Regions from separate parts of the Mus musculus genome. Here region 1 is linked to region 2. The links are chromatin contacts, called in public HiCAR-type maps. All regions are on one chromosome and are shown on one strand. The core of a region is the stretch at or near the end of the contact, and the rest is flanking DNA. Distances in the headings are between cores, read along the strand shown. Region 1 has its middle 45 kb from the start of Gm31590. Region 2 overlaps BC052040 (cDNA sequence BC052040).

Region 1 (5,951 bases), core at 2,927-5,426, 130 kb after region 2:
TCTTAAAGCAAGTGACAGAGACTCTGCAAATAAGTTCGTCTTTAGCAAGGCTAACCACACACCAAAAAAGGTAACTTACGTGATGGAAGGCCACCCTGGGTCTAATTTCGAAGCTTCCCATTTGTGTCATGTCAGATTTGGGAAGACTGAACCTCACAGAAGGCATTGGTCTGACTGTCTCCCAAGCTTGATGCCCAGGGTTCATGACTACAGTTCCTGGCATGCTCATAAATATTCATACCTCCACTAATAATTTGCAAGCCAAATTCATTTGGCTTTTTTCACCCCATCAATCTTATAATTAATAAGGGTGGTGCTCTTGTTTCACTTTCCTCCAAAAGAAAAGATAAATGAAATAAAGAGTCATCCTGTAAATTTAAATAGGAGTGCCTTTCGCTGATTAAAAGCCGATGCTATCAGATAATGGGGAGGGGGGTTTCTCTTGCTCTCTCTGGTGCCCGGGGGATGGTGATGTGTAGAGCACAGGAAGTGTTTCCAGATGTGGCTTGCAAGAGTCTGGAGAACTTTGTTATCTACTACATAATGCCTAGAAAAACTTAGAGGTCTATGTTAGAAGTGAATTGTAAAAATGCAAACACAAAAACAAACAAACAAACAAACAAACAAACACCAGATACGGTGGTGCATGTCCCTGATCCCATCACTCAGGAAGCTGAGGCAGGAGAAACAAGTTCGAAGCAGGCTGATGACAAGGTCAGTTCCCAACCAGCTAGAAAGTACATAGGAAACCATGCCTCTTCTTCTTCTTTCAAGACAAGGTTTCTCTGTGTAGCCCTGGCTGTCCTAGAAATCACTCTGTAGACCAGGCTGGCCTCAAACTCAGAAATCCACCTGCCACTGCCTCCAAATAGCTGGGATTAAAGGTGTGTGCCACCACTGCCCGGCTATTGCTTACTTCTTTTAAGGGAACGTAATGATGCAAGCATATAATGTGTACTGATTGAGAAGCCCTTGCCACCTGAGATCCTTGTTTGTTTGAGACAGGATCTTCCTGTACAGTCTTGACTGGAACTTATGGTGACCCCCCTGCTTCAGCTTTCTTCTCTAGAGTGCATTAGAGGACTGAGCTACCACGCTCCCATCTTGCCTAGTATTGGGACACTTGGGGCTCATGCCTTTAATCCCAGCACACGGGAAGCAGAGGCAAAAGGATCTCTGTGAATTAGAGGCCAGCCTTGTCTACATAGCAAGTTACAGGACAGCCAGTGCTACATAGTGGGCCCTGCCTCAAAAACAACAACAATAACAGCAACAACAGAAACAAAACAAAACAAAAGCACCCACTAGTCTTATTTGGGAAGGCAGTGGAAAGGGGTCTCCGGTGCTCAATGCTATCTCCTTGCTTTGTTTTTGAGTACGCACTACGTTCAGGCAAGTCTACTTTGGATAATTCCAAGCAAGCTGTTCATGTGAGCAGACGTATAACTCACTGCAAACACAGTGGAAGAGAAATGCTTTCCTCTCCTGATATTTACAAGAGGAAGTAAATGTGTGCCCTTTTGACACTAAGACAAAAGAAAGAATGAGGCAGAACCAAATCTCCTCCTGGGGCCTTCTTAATGTTCTCCAGACCAAACCAGTCTTTTGCGCCAGAGGTCAGATGGACTGGGAAGGCTCAGGGACTCACACATCTGGAGCAGAGGAAGTGACGGGCCCTGAGATACCTTTCGAAGGGGTCTTGGCTAGTGAGAGGAGAATTAGGCTAGTGAGCACATACAGGTTTCTTCCTGGGTAGAGAAGATAACGACCAGGCATTTCTTCCCTTCTACCAAGTCCTTCTAACTTGGCTCCTCTAAGAGGGAATTTTCAAAACCCACCTTGGGGGCAAACTGTCTCTTTCCTCTGCTTTCCTACTAAGCAAATACAGAGCAAGAGCCTGAGGGCTTTGGGGGCCCATGTTACTCTTTTTAGTCACTCAACTAACAGTGGCTATAGGCCTGCACCCCGGTTGGATTAAAGATTTAGAGGTGGAAGCGATGAGGTGGCAGAGTGGGACTAAGTGGCAGTTACTGCTTACCTCATGCCAACATTGCTCTTGCAGCTAAGGGGTGGCCCCCACCCTTAGTACCATCAAAATTCAAGGTTGCTGGAACAGGGTGGGCCTGGGCATCATCAGGGACCTCTGACACTTTTCTCGGGCTCTAATTTAAAGGGTAATGACGTCCAAACACTGAAGGAATTAGATGTAGTTCTTTCGGCTGGTGCCTATCCAGGGCCACCTTCTCTTCACTTGGATGACAAATTCCATGTGTCCACTCTGCCTAGTGGCTGCAAGCCCCTAGAATCCTTCAGACTTGAGGACCTAGGAGCTTGGGAAGAGCTGAGGGAAAGGGAGAGGGAACAGGATTGTCCTCTCCTCTTACTGAAGCCTGACTGTTCAGGAGAGGTGTGTACCTCAGGGCCAAGAGATAAGAGGGCCTCCCTCCTTGCGGTTTCCCGGCTTCCTATGACTCTATGCTAGCTCTGCTCTTGGCCACTGTGATAGGAGACAAGGATGGGAGAAAAGGGTAGGGTTGGGGCGAAAAAGAGGAGATGATGGTTACAGAACTTTGTGCTTGTACCTCAAACAGAAGGGAAAAAGAACAGGGCAGGGGTGGGGGAAGGAGATAGCTCCCACAGGACTAAACAGTAACAAGGAGTGGGCATTTCAATGAAACCAGGGTTTTCGCACACTGGGGGTGGGTGGTGATATTCTGGGGTTCTGGAATGGACACCTCCTTTGTCCTGTAGCTGGGCTGATGGTCAAGTGCCCATGTCAGAAGCTTTAGGCTTCCTCTGGGCACAGTGACTTCCTTGACTTGGTTTGGCTTGGTTTACGTGCAAAGGAAAATTATGACTCCTGTTAGTTTTTACATCTTTAAATCACTATTTCCTGAGGTTTGTGTTTCAGGCCAAGTGAAGTAGATAGTTGAGGAGAGCTTGGGTAATTCCAAATAAAAATTTCCTGGAATGATAATTTGTGTAAAATCTTCTAAGGAGGCTAGCTTTTATATGTCGATGTGGATTGGATTGGTTCCCTCTTTGGCTAGAAATATATATTAGCTGTGTGCACGGCTACACTAATATTCTAAACATCACACACAATTCCATTTCAACTCCTGACAGTCCCATAGTTTACTTCTGTGTGAGTGAGTACACTTCCGAGAGAAAAACTCGGAATGGTGGTCAGCCCCAAAGATGAGTCAAAGAGGAGAGGAAAGAAACATGCCTTCTGGAGGAGGTGAGGAGAAAGAAGAGAGAGATGGAGGAAGGGAGAGGGACCAATAGTGGAGGAAGAATGATGGGTGGGTGAGCAGAGACGGGGTGGTGTGAGGATACCAAGGTCAGTGAAGCCCTGGACTCCACCCTCAAGCCCAAATAGCTCTCCCAAGAGGTTCAGGTCCAGTTTCAGGCAGTCTCTTGTGCCCCCGGGGGACCTTGTGTCCAAGGTCCCCTGGGGGCTTAATTCACTCCTGCCCTCTCCACAGAATGACTTTCGAACCTGGAAAAAATAATTGCATTAGAGCAGATTACTTAGAACCGATAGTTATCCGTCTTCTGCTGTTCGACAGAAGTCTATTAAATTCGGCACAGCCATTACCAGCTGAGCTCTAGAGCGCGCCTTCATTAAGAAAATTAAAACTGTGTTTTTCGAACCTAAGCCAAGCCTGTTCAGTCTCAGGCGTCAGTGGCCACCCCCGGGGTTTCCCTGAGCCAGGTTTTTCTTTCTTTCTTTCTTTTTTTTTTTTTTTTTTTTTTTTTGCCAGAATCAATCTCTTGGACCCGGCAGGTCTGGGCTGGAAAGATTGAGTGTGGTGACAGTAGCTGGAATGTTGGGATATTCCAGCTGAAGAACTCCATCATTCTTCTTGACCCCCGCCTAGCCTATGGCCTCTTGACTCTCCTCGCATGAGTCTTTACCCTGAGGCTTTGCGGTTCACGGTGGGCACACCTGTCTGGGCGTGGCTCCGGGGACACAGGTAGCATAGGGATGCGGTGGGATCTGCTGAGGGGCCTGAGTAGAGCCAGGAACTTAGACAGTTGAGTGCCTGAGTCTGGATACAGACACAAGTGCACGTGTGTGCCGTGCACGCGCGCGCGCGCACCACCACTGCAGCGCCTGCTCTCTCCATCGAATGACACAGAACAGCTGCGACACTAGAGTAGCCAGTGAGCCTTTTGTCCACCCAAGCGCAGGCAGCCCGCCAGGCAGTCAGACGGGCGGTGGCGTGTGCCTCCGACCCTAAGGTCTTGTCCCTTTGGCAGACTGCTGGGCCTTCGGGGACTTACTTGGGTTTCCACTTTGGTTTGGCGACACACCCTGATGAGTGTCACTTGGAGTCTGGGCGCCACTTCTATCTAGCTTGGGGCGGAGGGAACAGGTGGGAAGAGTAGGCTGCCAGGAGGTCCCATCCCTTTCTCTCTCCCCAGACACCCCAGTTTTCCTGAATCTCTGGTGGAGAGAGGGCTTCAGTGCTAGGAGAGCGGGTCACTCGGTGAGAGAGGTTGAGATGTGGCATCTGTAACTGTACAGTTGATTTTTTTTTTTTAAAGCACGGTTCATTTTATATTTTTGTTGTTGGTACCTGTCTCTCTTTGTTCAGCATTTTGCCTTTTGAAATGTTAATTATTCAGGACCCCTCCGAAATGTTCACCCAATTCAAGTTTCTAAGGAAAACATAGAAAAAAAATATTTGCGTATGTGGAGACACTCTTTCTTGGGACTCTAGGGGCAAAGAGAGGCTGCATCTTTGTCAGACTGCCCAGTGATGGAAAGCTTAACCACCTTTTTCTGTAAAGTGTGGTTATTAGGGCATCAGGATTCAGATGCAGGCTTGGGTGCTGTTGAGAGAGGGATGGGGTGGAGGGTACCTACTTGAAAGTGCACAATATTGGTATCTAATTCTCTTTCTCACGAACTCAAATGGATACAAAAAGCTTGCAAAATTCAAGTGACACCAGTCGCCTGATAGCTGTGGACAAGGTAACTAACATCTTTTACATCTGCACAACTTTCAACCACAAAAACGCTGGACATTAAAAATAAAGTTCTTCTAAGCAAGAGGGAAAACTAAAGGCTGATATTAGTGTTTTCTTTTATCCCATGGAGGTATCAGTTGATCCCGTTTCTTTTGTCGGCCCAACTGAGCAAACTAGAAGGGAAGAGCAGTCTCTGACCAGCAACAAATCCAGGGTGTTAAAAGCAAGTTCCTTGGATGATTTTTCTTTGCCTTTAAAGCAAAACAAAACAAATTTTAAAATTTTATTTCCTCCTGGAGAGTTAATTTTGTTGCCAAAACATAGGCATGGGGCTGTTAACAAGCCATTTGAGAAGCTAAGTCTCGGTGATCTCTTTCTTGCAATCATAATCGGCAAGTGGCTTAAGATTGATGGTGAGGTATTTTCTGTCTCTTCTGGAGGACCTTCGTGTCAATTTATTTAGAACACTGACCAGACTGTCAATGCCTCCCAATTTTATTAAGCTGTTTGTAACCAAACACAGTGGGATTTCTACCCTTCCTCCCTCGTGAGTGTGAGAGTATAGTGCTGACTGCTTCTTGTTCTGAGTTCAGCTGCAGCGGGGTCCACTCCCTTGTGTTTGTTTTATTGTGTTTATATAGTTGCACGGACAGCTATGCATTCCCTGGGCACGCAAATACCTATGTACACATATATTTAAGGCGGTCCATGTGTTGTGCAGTAACTTCTCTTACACTTTACTGAGCTTAAAGGGGACCTTTCAAAAAAGTCAACCGCAGTGGCAGACTTCCTCAGAGAAGAATGTACTTTTAAAGTAATGCAATGAACTTCAAAACAGATTCCTTCTCGGCATAACAGCTTGCTTGCTGGTGCATATTTAAATCTATCTCAGTTATTACAATAGTCCCTAACAATATTTCAAGCTCAGCTGCACTTAGCCATCCCTATTCTGCCCAAAAGATCTGGGTTAA
Region 2 (5,575 bases), core at 1,963-4,462:
TTTTTCCTTTAAATACCCCCTTACCCAGCTACTTGGGGCGCCAAGGTCTTCTATGTGGTGTATGACTGTGGGCCCAAGAGCGCTCTTGAATAAAGTCCTCTTGCAGTTTGCAACAAGACCGTTTCTCGTGAGTGATTTGGGGGTGTCACCTCTCCTGAGTCAGAAACGCAGGGGAGTCCTCATGTTGTGGGTCTTTCACCATCACAAAACTTCCTCCTTGTATTCTTTTTAATTTATTTTATTTTATGCATATGAGTACACCACCATTGCTCCCTTCAGACACACCAGAAGAAAGCATCAGACCTCATTACAGATGGTTGTGAGCCACCATGTGGTTGCTGGGAATTGAACTCTGGACATCTGGAAGAGCAGTCAGTGCTCTTAACCACTGAGTCATCTCTCCAGCCCCTCTTCCTTGCATTCTTATTAACAAAAGCATGAACAGACAAACAAACAGAACGCTGACAGTTTTTAAATAGGTAGATGGAGCCCAGTGAGCTCAGTTAACTCCTCACCACCATGGGAATGCTTGGGAAGTCCTGAAAACAGTGTTCCTCAAGGTGCTCCCTGTACTACGCTGGGAGAGGAGTCTAAAGTTGGTTTGTTTCCCAGTGTGCTCTGCGTTATTTTGCATAGAATGGCTTAATGTCAGTAGAGAGCATGTATATAAATATACAACTGGGAGGGGTTCAGGGCTCATAAAAATAGGCAGCAATGGGAGTTAAGATCCTGATATGAATCCCAAGGCAAGAAGGTAAGTTTACATTAAATGCTGGTTTAACGTGCTTTGGCCCATCAGTATAAATGATAAAAGGTTTGCTTGGTTTTTGTCTATTTTAAGATTTTTACCAAACTGAACTATCCCAATCCTGATCCAAACTCTGGGGCGCTCAAGAAATGTGGAGTTTTAGAGCTTTGTGATTGGGTGTGTTCAGCCTTTGTTTTTATTCCAGCTTGGGGATGCCAGCAAAAGGTCTTCAGGTCTTGATGTTCCTAGCCTTCCCTGACTTTGCAGCAGACAGTGAAATTATTATTTTCCTACTAAGATGGAATCAAGCCATACATAGAAAAGGTTCTAACTCAGAAAGCCTACGAAAATACACATTAAGTTCATTTTTTGTAAGTTTGGTGTGTCCAAAGAGGGGGGAGGGGAGTGTTGGGTTGATGGCACACACATCCAGCACTAGGGAGGCAGAGGCAGGGGGATTTCTGTGAGTTCAAGACCTGATCTATATAGCAAGTCCCAGACCAGCCATGGCTACATAGTCTCAGGGAGAAAAGAGGAAGGAAGGAAGGAAGGAAGGAAGGAAGGAAGGAAGGAAGGAAGGAAGGAAGGAAGGAAGGAAGGACAGACAGACAGGGTTGTGGAGATAATGGGGTGGAATTATCTGTATATCAGAAATCACCCTGTGGTGGCTTTTGTCATATTTGGCTTTGGTTGGAATTACAAGCTTTCACCTATACTTTGAGTAAACATTTAACTCAGGAAAAAGAGTCTGCTACTGGCCCTTCTCATGCATGGTTTCCTTGGAGACAGATATGCTCACACTCCCCCATCCTAAGCTAGTGTGTGAAGCATGTTTCTCTTTTCATACCGCATAATTGACCAGAGGGTGAACAAAGGATCCACAGGGAGGCAAAAACCCTGATGTCACTCCTGACCTCACCATGCTCAGCAGCACTGGTCCTCACCTACGGGGGACTTTCTTGTCTCTCACCTTGCATCACATTCACCATGTTCTGCTCAGTTACTGTCATCTAACTCCCTCCCCCATCTTGGTTCTGTTTATTAATCTAGTTGCCATCTTTTCTTTGGAACTTTCTCTTCTTCCCCTTTTACCTAAAGTTAGATGGTCTGTACACAAAGCCTGTTGCTGTTTCTCTGAGTCATAAAATCCTGAGATGATGGAGACATCAACAGGAGCCCCATCTTTGCACCAAGGCAGTCCTTGGGGGAGCCCCTTTCCAACCTCTCCTGTCCCTTTACTTCCTCCTATAATGTTAGAAAAGTTAATTAACAACTAAATCAGAATGTATTCCTCTTTACATAAGATTTACTTGCATTTACATGGCTGAGATCCTATCACCCCTCAACATAGGCTGTCAACTTTTTATGTATACAAAATAACCCTGCCAGTTACACTACAGTGGAGTCTCCCATAACCTTAAAACTTCCCCTTAACCCAAAATGCACCTTGTTTTCTGTATTGAAAGGTAGAGTCTGGGAGCCTGCTCTGTCCCCTTCTGTTGAGTCTCTCTCCCACAAACTACCTGGAAAAGGACATGGTCCATTTTGAAGTGATTTTGAACTTGCTGAGTATCCGTGGCTAGTGGGAAACATAAATTAAAGCTCACATTTCAGGAACAGGTAGAAAGGGAGCGAGGGAACTCTCTGTTTCCTGGGCTGCTGCGAGGTGATAGCTGTTAAAAAGCTGTCTGCTAAGGCATCCCAAGCTAATGCAAATTAGCAGTTGTTTTCTTTCAGAACTGTATGACTGAATAAACATTTACCATTTGTTTCCTTTCTACTCATCTCTTAAAACAGTTGCTACAGGTCTTAATAGTAAGACTCGAAACATATAATGTATTAGCCTTGGCACATCAAAATATTGTTCATCTTCCAAACTTGAGATATTCCAGTTTGGCTTCTCACTGAGTTTATAATGTTTGAGTGTATGTATCTAAAAACGCATCTTACTAATCTCCTGGAATTGGTTTTTTTTTTTTTTAAGTGCCTGTAACTTGTCACTATTCCCAGCTTCAACATGGCCTGTCACTTGTGAGATTGACTGGCATTGTGCTGGACCTCAGTCTTAGAGAACCCCCAATATGAAATCTGAACCACAGATACCTATTTTGGAAGAGAGGCCTGTGATATTTGTGCAAATTAATAATGAGGTTAAAATGGAGTTGAGTTAAAATGAGACAGCTGTGCTCCTTGCTTTTTATGCAAGCCTTTTCTCATGCCTTACAGGGCCACCTTTTCTCATGGTACCAGTGTGGCAACGGCCAGGGGTAAGGAATTCCACCAAGTGAACAACAAACAGTATCTAGTAAATTCTTGTTCCGAGCTCTCCTGAAAGGTTTATTCCAATGCAGTCGTTAACATTCCTGGAGCCTGTGTCTGCCAAGTGCTTGCACTCAGTTCACAGGCTTCCAATTTAGCATGACAAAGTTGCTCCCATTTGCAAATGGGAAACCTGGAGCCCCAAATGGAGCCTCACAGTGAACTGCGCCCGGGGATGAGATCCTAGAGATACAGTATAAAGGATTATCTAGGATCATGTGGATGGTTCGCGGTCGCTTTGTCTGCCTGCTGGGTTAGATCATTCTTGGCAAGTTGGGTGAATTAGTATCCTATTCCTGAGAGCCATTTCATTACCTAGTTTGGAACTCTTCCACGCCCTGAAAAACGTCCATTGAAACTTTTATCAATGGTATTTGCATAGACAAAATAGAATCAAACTATTGACATCTTCTTTTAAAAAAAGAAAAGAAAAGAAAGAGAGAAAGAAAGAAAGAAAATGTATGTGAATAGTTTGTCACTAAAGACAATTTATCCAAAGGCACCTGTCTCCTCTAAGGACTCTGCCTAAAAGGGTTTTTTGGAGGAGCTTGGTGAATTTTTTTGTCTTTAAAATAAAGTAGTTTTTTGAGGTAAGAGAGAAGCTTAGTTTTTGAAATGGCACAATGAATAACAAAGGTCTCTTTTCACCTCCAAAAAAGCGGGGACTATAAAGGACATTTGTTAGCCTCTTGAGGAAGAATTATGCTGTTAATCTGAAAGTCTAGATATAAGAAGGTTTGCAGGACAAGCAGAGCAGGTAAGGTAGAGAGACCCTGGCTCTAAAAGCAGCCTGTTTCACGTGGATGGTCACATCCGAGCTCCAATTCAAAGTCCAGTGGTTTCCTAGTGAGCAGGACAGCTGGCCAGTAAAGGTCAAGGCGTCTGACATTGAACGACCCATCCATGCCCATATCCTCTCATCCGGCCCCACTAGCTTGTCAATCAATATCTGTCACTTATTTGGAAGCTGCAGGTTCCCCCTTCACCCACCATGGCCTTAGGTGGATGTGGTTCGTGTTGGGGATGAGAAGAGTCTTCAAACAGTAAAATGAGGAACAAACAGATTGGTTCTGAGCCAGCGAGAGCAGTGAGACAGGTGGACAAGGTTTTCTGGGGCCACTCCCTTGCTGTCCACTGTGGAGTTTTCCTAAAGACTCCTTCAGAAGGCAAATACTAAGTTACTAGTCTCCTTTTAAAGAAATAGAAGGATAAAAGCCAGGTGTTGGAAACAAGGAGAGTTACAGAGTCCACAACTCCACAGTTCTCATGCATGTGTATCGTTCTCATGAGTCGATGTTCAAGCACTCCAGCCTGAATCCACAGTCCTCAGGATATTTGAAAAGGCTATACAGAGAAGCCGCTATGTGATGGCGTTTAAGGGACAGAGAAGCAGAGCGAAGGCTTAGGAGCGGGAGTGCAGTAGTCACAGTTACAGCACCTGAAGCCAGGATGGGATATTCTCTCCTAATTAGTGCTGAGGATTAATTAGGCACAAAGTTACAAGCCTTGAAAGAATTTCATCATTATTTTTCTTTGATTTTCTTTTCTATATTAAAAAAAAAAGGCCCACCCCATCATTTTCTATTTTAGCAGTTTCCACAACTTAAACATTAAGTTCTTATTGTTTGATTTCCGTTATATTAGGAGTGTGTGTTTTGCAATTCTAATCTTCGGGCTTTCCTTTCTTATCACTGAAGTGGGCCTTTTGAAGCTGGGAAATTTTTCATAGCAATATTGACAGTGTTCACATTTGCATGATGACAGCCAAGGAATGGAGCAGTAATTTTTGAAATTGCAGAAGTATTTAGAACACTGATAAAAGCTGAAATATATTTTTGATGGATTGAAGTTAAGCATACATGATTTTTTTCCTGCTGTCAAAAGGCTCTGAATTTAGTGAATATTTGCCTGCTGCGAGAATGCAAGATTAACATCACAACCATCACCCGGGCACCCAAACCCTGCAATTTAATAGCTTTTTAGGTTCTTTCCTTTTTCTAAACAGCAATTAATCTCATTTTAGTACAATTTTCTCGTTTCTGAAGTCGCTCATTGAATCGCTGTTTTGTTCATATTTGGCTTCAGCTTCTCTGCATAGTCATTAAAGTCCCAATTAATGTCGCCTTTAGCTGAAGAGTGCTCATTTTTATTGAGAAAATGACAGTTGCTGCCATGAGTAGTGCAGTGTAATATACATTAATTGCCCTGTAACACTGGTAATTACGAGTTTTTCAAGCCTCTCAGTAAACTGTCATGCCTAGACAAGACTGCGCTAAAATAGATTACTCATTAGGGAGACCTGGCCTATTTTCTGGTGGGTTCTTAGTGTTGGTTTAAAAAAATAAAAAAATAAAATAAAATAAAAAGAAAGAAAATCTTGAGCCTGAACAAATAGTTGCCAAGAGCAATTTCCTCCAACAATATTCTTGTGCCGGGTTTTTCAGCCATCACTTAAGATTGTGGTCAGAAAACAGACAGGATGCAGCAGATGCTGCAGCTAGTGAGCCT

What was found. HiCAR-type assays count read pairs that join an accessible place to other places.
Region 1: a HiCAR-type map of astrocytes shows a contact between it and region 2, with 2.5 times the contacts expected there. The contact joins two enhancer-like sites. A contact is called at or near these places in 5 of 484 Hi-C or Micro-C datasets (ganglionic eminence, nephron progenitors, neural progenitor cells and 1 more), 6 of 115 datasets of contacts at active chromatin or transcription factors (astrocytes, embryonic forebrain, embryonic hindbrain and 3 more) and 1 of 9 other capture datasets (embryonic tail).

The regions. Positions count from the first base shown.
Region 1 is chr2:115,848,670-115,854,620 of GRCm38.p6, forward strand. No RefSeq gene overlaps it. Among named protein-coding and RNA genes, the nearest start is that of Gm31590, 45 kb to the left of the region's middle. Within about 2 kb of position 4,177, at least 41 of the 459 cell types and tissues checked have an H3K27ac peak or open chromatin away from gene starts, as enhancers often do. A contact at or near this core is called in astrocytes, where this site is marked.
Region 2 is chr2:115,720,484-115,726,058 of GRCm38.p6, forward strand. All of the region lies in intron 10 of BC052040 (cDNA sequence BC052040), which reads left to right. Among named protein-coding and RNA genes, the nearest start is that of Gm52524, 54 kb to the right of the region's middle. Within about 2 kb of position 3,213, at least 37 of the 459 cell types and tissues checked have an H3K27ac peak or open chromatin away from gene starts, as enhancers often do. A contact at or near this core is called in astrocytes, where this site is marked.